Regions from separate parts of the Ovis aries genome. Here region 1 is linked to region 2. A link is a contact called in public Hi-C data. All regions are on one chromosome and are shown on one strand. The core of a region is the stretch at or near the end of the contact, and the rest is flanking DNA. Distances in the headings are between cores, read along the strand shown. Region 1 has its middle 6.3 kb from the start of PHLDA1. Region 2 overlaps LOC105611140 (a long non-coding RNA gene).

The links. Hi-C and Micro-C count contacts between places; a contact is called where the count stands out from the background.
Region 1: a contact with region 2 is called in a Hi-C map of mixed tissues, with 6 times the contacts expected there. The contact joins two enhancer-like sites. A contact is called at or near these places in 10 of 16 Hi-C or Micro-C datasets (blood, hypothalamus, liver and 6 more).

Annotation. Positions count from the first base shown.
Region 1 is chr3:112,071,622-112,075,797 of ARS-UI_Ramb_v3.0, forward strand. No RefSeq gene overlaps it. Among named protein-coding and RNA genes, the nearest start is that of PHLDA1, 6.3 kb to the left of the region's middle. Within about 2 kb of position 1,265, at least 4 of the 54 cell types and tissues checked have an H3K27ac peak or open chromatin away from gene starts, as enhancers often do.
Region 2 is chr3:111,564,593-111,569,006 of ARS-UI_Ramb_v3.0, forward strand. LOC105611140 (a long non-coding RNA gene) reads left to right here. Exons shown (of 4, transcript XR_006059257.2): 4 at 1-3,958. Among named protein-coding and RNA genes, the nearest start is that of KRR1, 32 kb to the left of the region's middle. Within about 2 kb of position 1,704, at least 6 of the 54 cell types and tissues checked have an H3K27ac peak or open chromatin away from gene starts, as enhancers often do.

The DNA of each region.
Region 1 (4,176 bases), core at 15-2,514, 510 kb after region 2:
AAATTGACACAAAAGCCCGTATCTGTCATAAAAAGAAAATCAATGTCTTTAAATACTTGACAGATTTTCATAATGCATCCTATTTAAAGTTGTCAAACTGTAAAAAAACTTTATGAAAAGAACTTCTAAAACCTGCCATACTAATACATGTATTTGGTATTAGTTTTAAAAATAGATTCAATACTATACATGGTAGGCCTCTCTGAACTTTTTCTGTAGTTTGCTATTTTTTGGCTGCAGTGTGGCATGCAGGACCTTCATTCCCCAAACAGGGATGGAACCTACACCCCCTGCAGGGGAAACCGAGGCTTAACCCCTGGCCTACCAGAATTCCCTGGAGAATTTCACAGACAGAGGAGCCGGTGGGCTACAGCCCATGAGGTCAGAGAGTCGAACACAACCGAGTGACTAACGCTGTGGATTTTTTTAATAACCTACAAATGCTATTGAAAATAAGCCCCACAAGCCTTTTACCGAGCAACATGCAACTTAATATTGAGAGGTATTTATATATCACACTATTGCTTGTTTTTCTTTTAAAGTCACTTAGTCACGTCTGACTCTGTAGCCCACCAGGCTCCTCTGTCCATGGGACTCCCCAGGCAAGAATACTGGAGTGGGTAGCCGGTCCCTTCTCCAGATCTTCCCAACCCAGGCCTCCGGCATTGCAGACGGATTCCTTACTATCTGAGCCATCAGGGAAGCCCATTGCTTGCTAGTAAGAATAAGAAAAACAAAACAAAACAGTAATGGAACAGAATTGGTAGCAGTTTCTTAGCTGGCTGTCAGATATTTGCTTAAAACTTCATTCACAATACTGGCTTAAAGACATGTAACAGAACTTAGTTTTAGTGTATACTTGATTACCAGACTGTAAAGTTTTTAATCTATAGACTTCCTAATTTGAAATATAAACAAACTCATGAAAAATGTCATTAGCGAAGATGTGGGTAGAATTCAAATATCTTTTAAGAAACAGTTAAAAGCAAAAGCCAAGTAAATCATGAAAATACAAGTCAGGTCACCTTCATCAGCGTATAAAGGCCCACATTCAGACTGCATTTTAGATTTCTTAACCATTCATTTTAAAACACTCTATTCAGTAAAAAATACTGTATAAAAATGCCAAGTTGAAAAGCTTAATAAACAGCTCTTAAGACTGTATACAGAGCTGATTTTCACAGATGTGGCCCTCTACTTCCCTTCCTTTTGGCCGTAAGTTGATGAAGTGTGCCTCCTAGTGACCAATCTGTATAACACAGCTTAGAGCGATTTACAGTCAACAGTAATTCACAAGTCATTGTAACCGGTTCACAGACAGCACTGTCAATCAGCTATCTGTCCTTTCTGCCAATAACCCAAATTTTTAGGTTCTCATTTCTCACTCATGCTCTTGTAATACTACTTGAATCCAACCATTTGAGTCCACAAACAGGAAACATCCAACCTCCTGTCCACGAGAGAGCATCCTAACTCCTCGCTCTAGCATGGAAAGCTATCCGAAGGACTGTAAAGCCCTGCTTGCATTTCCAGTTCCTTCCTCACAACCCACCGTCACTTGTCTACTTGTTCTGTCTTTTCTAAATCCTCAGTAACATTTCATTTTTCCAATGTGTATTCCCCTCTTAGCTTTCTTCAGGCTGAGTTAATTCCTTCCTAATCATACTGCACTACCTCCAGTCTGCTACGTAGTTAATATTTGGGGTTAGTACTTTCCATCACTGTACCTGGGAGCACAGTGTTCTTGGTGGAGACTGCTGATTAAGTGCAAACTGAGAGTGCTCAAACTGAGACTAAATGTTAGCTCTGGCCGGAAATACACTAACATTCAAAACAGGGTACACAGGCTAAAGACATTTTACTGAAGACAGTCAGCAACTGAGTCCAGGAGAATCTGATATTCATTAAAGACACTTACCAGGGTAAGAACACCTTTTAAGTGATAAATGGAAATATGAGGGTGAATGGAACAGAGCAGAGGTTCAGCTCTGTATTGGCTGCATTTGAATAGGCAAAATTACGACACTCTGGATTCCAGCAGTGGAAGCAGAGAAGCACCAGGTACGCCCGCAGGAGCACTGTCACTTTTTAAACTTTGAGCATCGCGCTGGCAGATTAGCCTCTGCCTTCCAGTAAGAGCCTTAAACACCTAATGTTCTAAGTCCAATTCTACCCAAACTGGGTAAATGCTTCTGTTGTTTACAACTCAAATAGTTCATGGATAGCCAGTCTGCAAACCTCTCTGAAGGGGCTAAATTACACGGGGAACTCTTTTTCCAACATAGCACACAGTCTGAGAACAGATGTTTGTTTGATCATTACTGGTACCTGCCAAAAAATGAGTAAATCAGTTAATGAGCAAAGGGTTTTTTAGGTGGTAAAGGAAGAAATGTACCAACAGTGAGTATAGGTAACTCCAAAAATTTAAGGATAAAGGGGAAAGATGGTATGATAAAATTGCTTGGGTGATGTGATAAAATGCAAGGTTACTTTAGAAGAGGAACTTGGGTTTTAAAGACCAAGGATAGGAAGGTGGAGGATGGCTCAAAGATGACAGGGCAACTGACAGAAAACCAAGAGCAAAAGAGAGAACTCTATGCATGGCCAGGCTCAGAAAGATTAAAAAACATTTTAACCAAAAGATAGAACTTTTTAGGGCAATCTTACATACTGCCACTAAACCTAACAGGAAAAGCAAACCCTCATCTTTGAGGCAACAGCAAAATCGCCATGCAACTCATGACTACAACAATTTAACAATCAGGACTTAACAATCCTTTGACGGGTCAGACAGCTGGCGCACTTGGTAGTTCTTGTTTCTAACGAGACTCTACCTTTTTGCTTAATTGTCATCGTCTCAGTCTCTCTTATGCGAGCAGGGGTTCTGGGAAAAACACTGCTAGGATAGTTAAAAGAAGAGCCCTGGGTCATGGATGAGACTCCAGTCAGAAGTCATCCTCAGGCTGTACGTCTAAGCTACCTTTCTGGAACTGCTTTACTTACTTCCAAAATGCAGCTGTTTCCTGTTTCCCAGGGTGTCCTCAATCCTTTTCTAGACCTGAAGCTCTTCAGCATGCACAGCTGACGTGGCTGTGATCCCAGCCTTCGTTCTCAACAAATTTCACTTTGGCTTTAGATACCCACGGTCCAACATTAACAAGATCCCTGCCCCACTCTGTGCCCCCATGCTGGAAGCACTGATCGAGCTATCCCTTAGGACGGCATGTGAATTTTGCCTGCTTTAGCGCTCCCTGCTGTCCAAAACCTGCACACCACGGGTCAGAGTGGCAGCAGTGATTTCAGACGAGAAAGCTACTGTAAATATGGAAGCCATGTGTCAAACGCAGCAGAGGATGAAACTCACAGGTGAGAACACAGGCAAAGGCCAAAACAGCTGACATCAAACAGACTCCAACACAGATCAACTGTGTAACATACGGAGAGGGAATTACCATCCTCAATTAGTACTAAATAAAACATTATTCCTATTATCTTAAATATCTGAAAACACATTTGGGTTTTCTTAAAGATGCTGATGAAAATTTACAATGCAAATTCTTACCTAATTTGAAATACAAGCAGTACAGCAATGAAACTTCCTTCTGAACTTCTAACTATGGATCATACCCATCCTTTGAAGAGAAATGTATACTTTATGGTATGATTGTAACCAGTCCCTCCTAAAGGAAATCGGTCCTGAATATTCATTGGAAGGACTGATGCTGAAGTTGAAACTCTAATACTAACGCAAAGAACCCACTCCATTGGCAAAGACCTGATGCTGGAAAAGACTGCAGGCAGAAGGGGACGAGAGGATGAGATTGTTGGATGGCATCACCAACTCAACAGTGGACTCCAGGACTCTGGGACTTGGTGATGGGACAGGGAGGCCTGGCGTGCTGCAGTCCATGAGGTTGCAAAGAGTTGGACACAACAGAGCGACTGAACATCAATAGAGAAATGTTGCCTACCTTTTTGTTCCTGTTAGATTACAATTCTTTCCATACAATTTTTGCTTACTCTTGTTAGCAGTAGCAAACAGTTTTCAACAAGATGGATACTTTCAAAAGTGGGACTTTTGAAATGACAACAGAAATTATGCTTAAAAATGTCAGGACAGGAGAGCCTGGAGTACGGCAGTTCATCTGAACTTGATGGTCATTTAACTTAGCATTT
Region 2 (4,414 bases), core at 454-2,953:
TGATGAGGAGAGAGTTACAGAAAATCGAACTATCAAGAAGTTGACTCTCTAGGTGATGAGATAAATATATTCATACTGATAGGCCAAAACATCAAGGCACTAATGAGAGGTGTTGTTATTAAGGACTTTAGGAATTGAAAGGTTGGGGAAATCAAGAGTTAATCTTGGTGGTATGAGAAGATCACCAAGAAGTATTGAGAAAAGAATGAACAATTGTGACTGAAAGATGATCATTATCTTCCTCTCTGCAAAAGTGGAAAGGATGACATTTTGGGTGAAGAAAAGTTAAAATCAAGAGCAGGGCTGGCAGATAACTAATGAGAGCTGTGTATAGCTCAGGGGACTCTCCTCAGTGCTCTGTGGTGACCTAAACTGGGAGGAAATCCAAGCAAAGAGGGGATACATGTATACATACAGTTGATCCACTTTGCTGTACAGGAGAAACTAACAACGCTGTTAAGCAGTTATACACCAATAAAATTAATTTTTTAAAAAAGAATATGGCTGAATCAAAAAGTTATAAGGATCAGGCTTGGCTGGAGTGGAGCACTTGGGCTAGACCCCCAGAGTAGGTAAGAAACAAGAGAGTAGAGAGGGATTTTGGAAGACTCTGAAGGTCAGGTAAAGAAAGGGAACCGGGAGAACAGAGTCTGAAACTTGTTTTTGTAGGTGGTGGGCAGTTGCCAAGGTGAAAAAAGGCTTCTGGAGACATTAGATTACTAAATTGGGAGACATGTTGTTTAATTCAGACAAAATTAAGTGAGTTACTCCAAAGAAATTTGGTCTTCTGGTTTTCCTCCCTTGCATATGCTGAGGCTCTTTTAATACTCAGTTGATCTAAATTCATTTAGTCAATAAACACTAATTAGATTCCACAGTAAATTAACATGTGTTGAAGAGTCTACTGTATGTCCGGATCCTTCATATAGTCCTCCCAACACCCTGTGGCACGCTAGCAGTGCACACCCACGTTGTGCTGGCCTTCCAGATGCTTAATGATTGCTGCCCAAGGTCTCAGAAACGGAAGGGATGAGCAGTGCTTGGCCCCAAGTCTTCCAAATGAAAATCTCATTCTCCTTCCTCTTTTTACACTCCATTTCTAGCCTGTGCCAGGCACTGAGCTGGGTAATTTTTCATTTTAAAAAACAAAGCAGCATCGACACAGTATTTTTATTTAGAAACTTCTCTCTGTACATGAAGACAAATAGCAGTAACTGTAGGATTTTTAGTAATTCCTCCAAATCAAGAATAGGTAAAATTTCAGATACTTAAACAAATAACCAGAAGAAATCAGAAGGTTTGATAAATTCACATCCACTTAAAAGCTTATTAAATGTTTTAGAGACATTGTGTTTTCACTAAAAATGGAAATTCTGTTGTTTGGCACATTTTTTTCACTTCATAAAAGAACTCTACTAGGGTATGCAATATGTCTGACTAATTTTTGTTTCCTGACTCATTCCGAAGAGTTGGATTCTACAAAGCATAAAAATGTTATCAGAATTACTTTTATATACACTCAGATAAAATTAATCCAATTTTTTCAAACATAGAAGGAATATGTAAAATTATGGTAAGTATTTAGTGATTGGCTCTGGGAAAAACAATTATAGGATTTGCCTGTTTTTGTAGGGCAATGGCTTACAGCAGCCACTAGAGGGATCTCTGTTTTCAAGCCACTAGAGAGACATCATTGAACACAAGCTGGGAAGCCTGCACTGACAGGCACCATTGTTCAGAGTGTCTACTACACAGATGAGACAGACGTCAATAGCCTCAGGAGTACAGGTAACAGTAAAATTCAGTGAAACAATCATGAAGTATTGAATTTTGAGTATCAAGTTGAAACTTTGAGTATCCAACTTTTACATGTAATTTACTTAATCATATGTTCCTTTTCATCCGGTGGCTCAGATGGTGAAGTATCTGCCTGCAATGTAGGAGACCCAGGTTCGACCCTGGGTCAGGAAGATCCCCTGAAGACCCACTCCAGTATTCTTGCCTGGAGAATTCACAGAGGAGCCTGACAGGCCACAGTCCATGGGGTCGCAAAGAGTGAGACCCGACTGAGCAACTGCCACTTTCCTTTTCATCTATTTTTTAATTATTGGCAGTGTTTAAAAATCAGATCTTAAAATCCCTAAAAATTTAACAGTTGATTCTTGCAAGCCAGTACAAGCTGGCTTCAGCACACCACTGGGAGACCAGGAAAAAGGAAACCGGCATCAAAACACCCAAGAATATTTAGATAAAGACAAAAACTCCATGACTGTATGTGAGTCATGTGTATGGTGGGTCAATGAGACATCCATTAGTACTTACTGGGAACTTACTAAATAGCAGGCAGCTCTTCATGTATAGTTTCTTCTTTAGTCACAACCATCTTATAAAGTTGTGTTTCTATCCTTACTTTTTGACAGATGGGAAACAGGCATGGAGAATGTTTTGACTCAAATGCCCCTGCTCTTAAAAATGTATGCCTGATGCCCCAGTGAAAGATCTCACACCCTTCAAAGGTTTTCAACCAGGCTTTCAACCCTGAAAGCCACTCAGAGCTCTGACTTAAAAGGGCAGTGGATTTGCTCCTCCATCAGGAACGTCTCCGGAGAAGGCAGTGGCACCCCACTCCAGTACTCTTGCCTGGAAAATCCCATGGACGGAGGAGCCTGGTGGGCTGCAGTCCATGGGGTCGCACAGAGTCGGACACGACTGAGCGACTTCTCTTTCACTTTTCACTTTCATGCATTGGAGAAGGAAATGGCAACCCATTCCAGTGTTCTTGCCTGGAGAATCCCAGGGACGGGGGAGCCTGGTGGGCTGCCGTCTATGGGGTCGCACAGAGTCGGACACGACTGAAGCGACTTAGCAGCAGCAGGAAAGTCTCAATAAGCAAACATCATGTGCAGGCTTCCCTGGTGGCTCAGTCAGTAAAGAATCCACCTGCAATGCAGGAGACCTGGGTTCGATCCCCAGGTCAGGAAGATTCCCCTGGAGGAGGGCATGGCAACCCACTCCAGTATTCTTGCCTGGAAAATCCCACGGACAGAGGAGCCTGGTGAACTACAGTCCATAGGGTCCCAGAGAGTTGGACAGACTTAGCAACTAGACCAATTACACCATGTGCAGCAAGCTGATTACAAAGCTGGAACAAAGTTTGCTCTGACCCTCTTCCACCTAAATTCTGGGGGTGCACACACTGCTCATATCACTACATTGTTTACTTTCTGCATGCTTCTATTCCCCTGAGATTTTCTTTCCTTTTAAATTTTTGCCCAGGCCCAGCAGCATGTGGGATCCTAGTTCCCCAACCAAGAATAGAACCCAAGCCCCTTACATTGAAAGTGTGGAGTCTTAACCACTGGATCCCCAGGGGATCCCCATGCGGGATTTTCAATTTCCAAAGAATTAAATACATCTTAGTAAGGCTAGATGCTTTTATTTTTTTCCATTTCCTAGATTTCCAACCATTATTCTGGGAACAGAGTTTTTGTCTTCCTGTCAGGGTGATTAATTAGATTTAATTTCATGCTGTCTTCTCTGCCGTCCTATCCTGGCCCCTGGTGACTGATAACTCATCTACAAAGTCCAAACAAATGGTCACAGTATCTACTTTTTATTTTTGGAAGTTTTCCCCAGCCAAAACGCAGAGAACCTCTTCACAGGCAGCAGTTTAGAAATTCCTGGCCAGGATTCCTGCTCTTAACAGCCGCCCTTGATATGGCTAGATGGCTCGTTGACTGATACCCTAGGTGGCATCGTGCCAGCTCAAGAGTTGTCAGGCTATTTGAATCAAGAAGCAGCACAGGGAGGTGATAAATATAGATGGGCAGCCTCCAAAACAGCTCGGCCAGGCGCCGTATCTTCTTCAGGAAGTCCCTCCGTGCCAGCGCTGAAGCATCAACACCACGTGTCTTTCTCTCCACTTGACGTCTGTGGACACTCAGAGTGTGAGACAAAAGGAGGAAGAAGATGAGAGTGGAGGCGAGACGAGAGTCTGTGGGTAAAGCGAGCAAGTCTGAGACGGGTGAACGGCAGCAGGGGGCCAGGAGCTCCCCCACCGCCCGCCCGCCCGGCTTTTCCAGTGAGAGGCCTGAGCCGGACACGAGGCGGCTGGTCTCACGGTGGGAGCTTAGCACGCCTGAAGGAAGGGGTCGGGAGTGAGCAGGTCACACCTCTGTTCTAGCCTTGCCGCAGGCCCCTCCGCACACCCCGACTCAGCCAGAAGGGCCCAGGATGCTGACACGCCACACGGCCCCCAGGGGAAGCCTTAGGACAGGAAATAGCCCGGCCCGGGAGCTAAATCCTGTTAGGAGCCCAGATCACTGGCCTCTCGCGGGGGCGAGGAATTACGGCTGTTCAGACAATTCCAGACATTCAGACGAGCTTGACATAGCTTTAATAAATTCATCAGGGA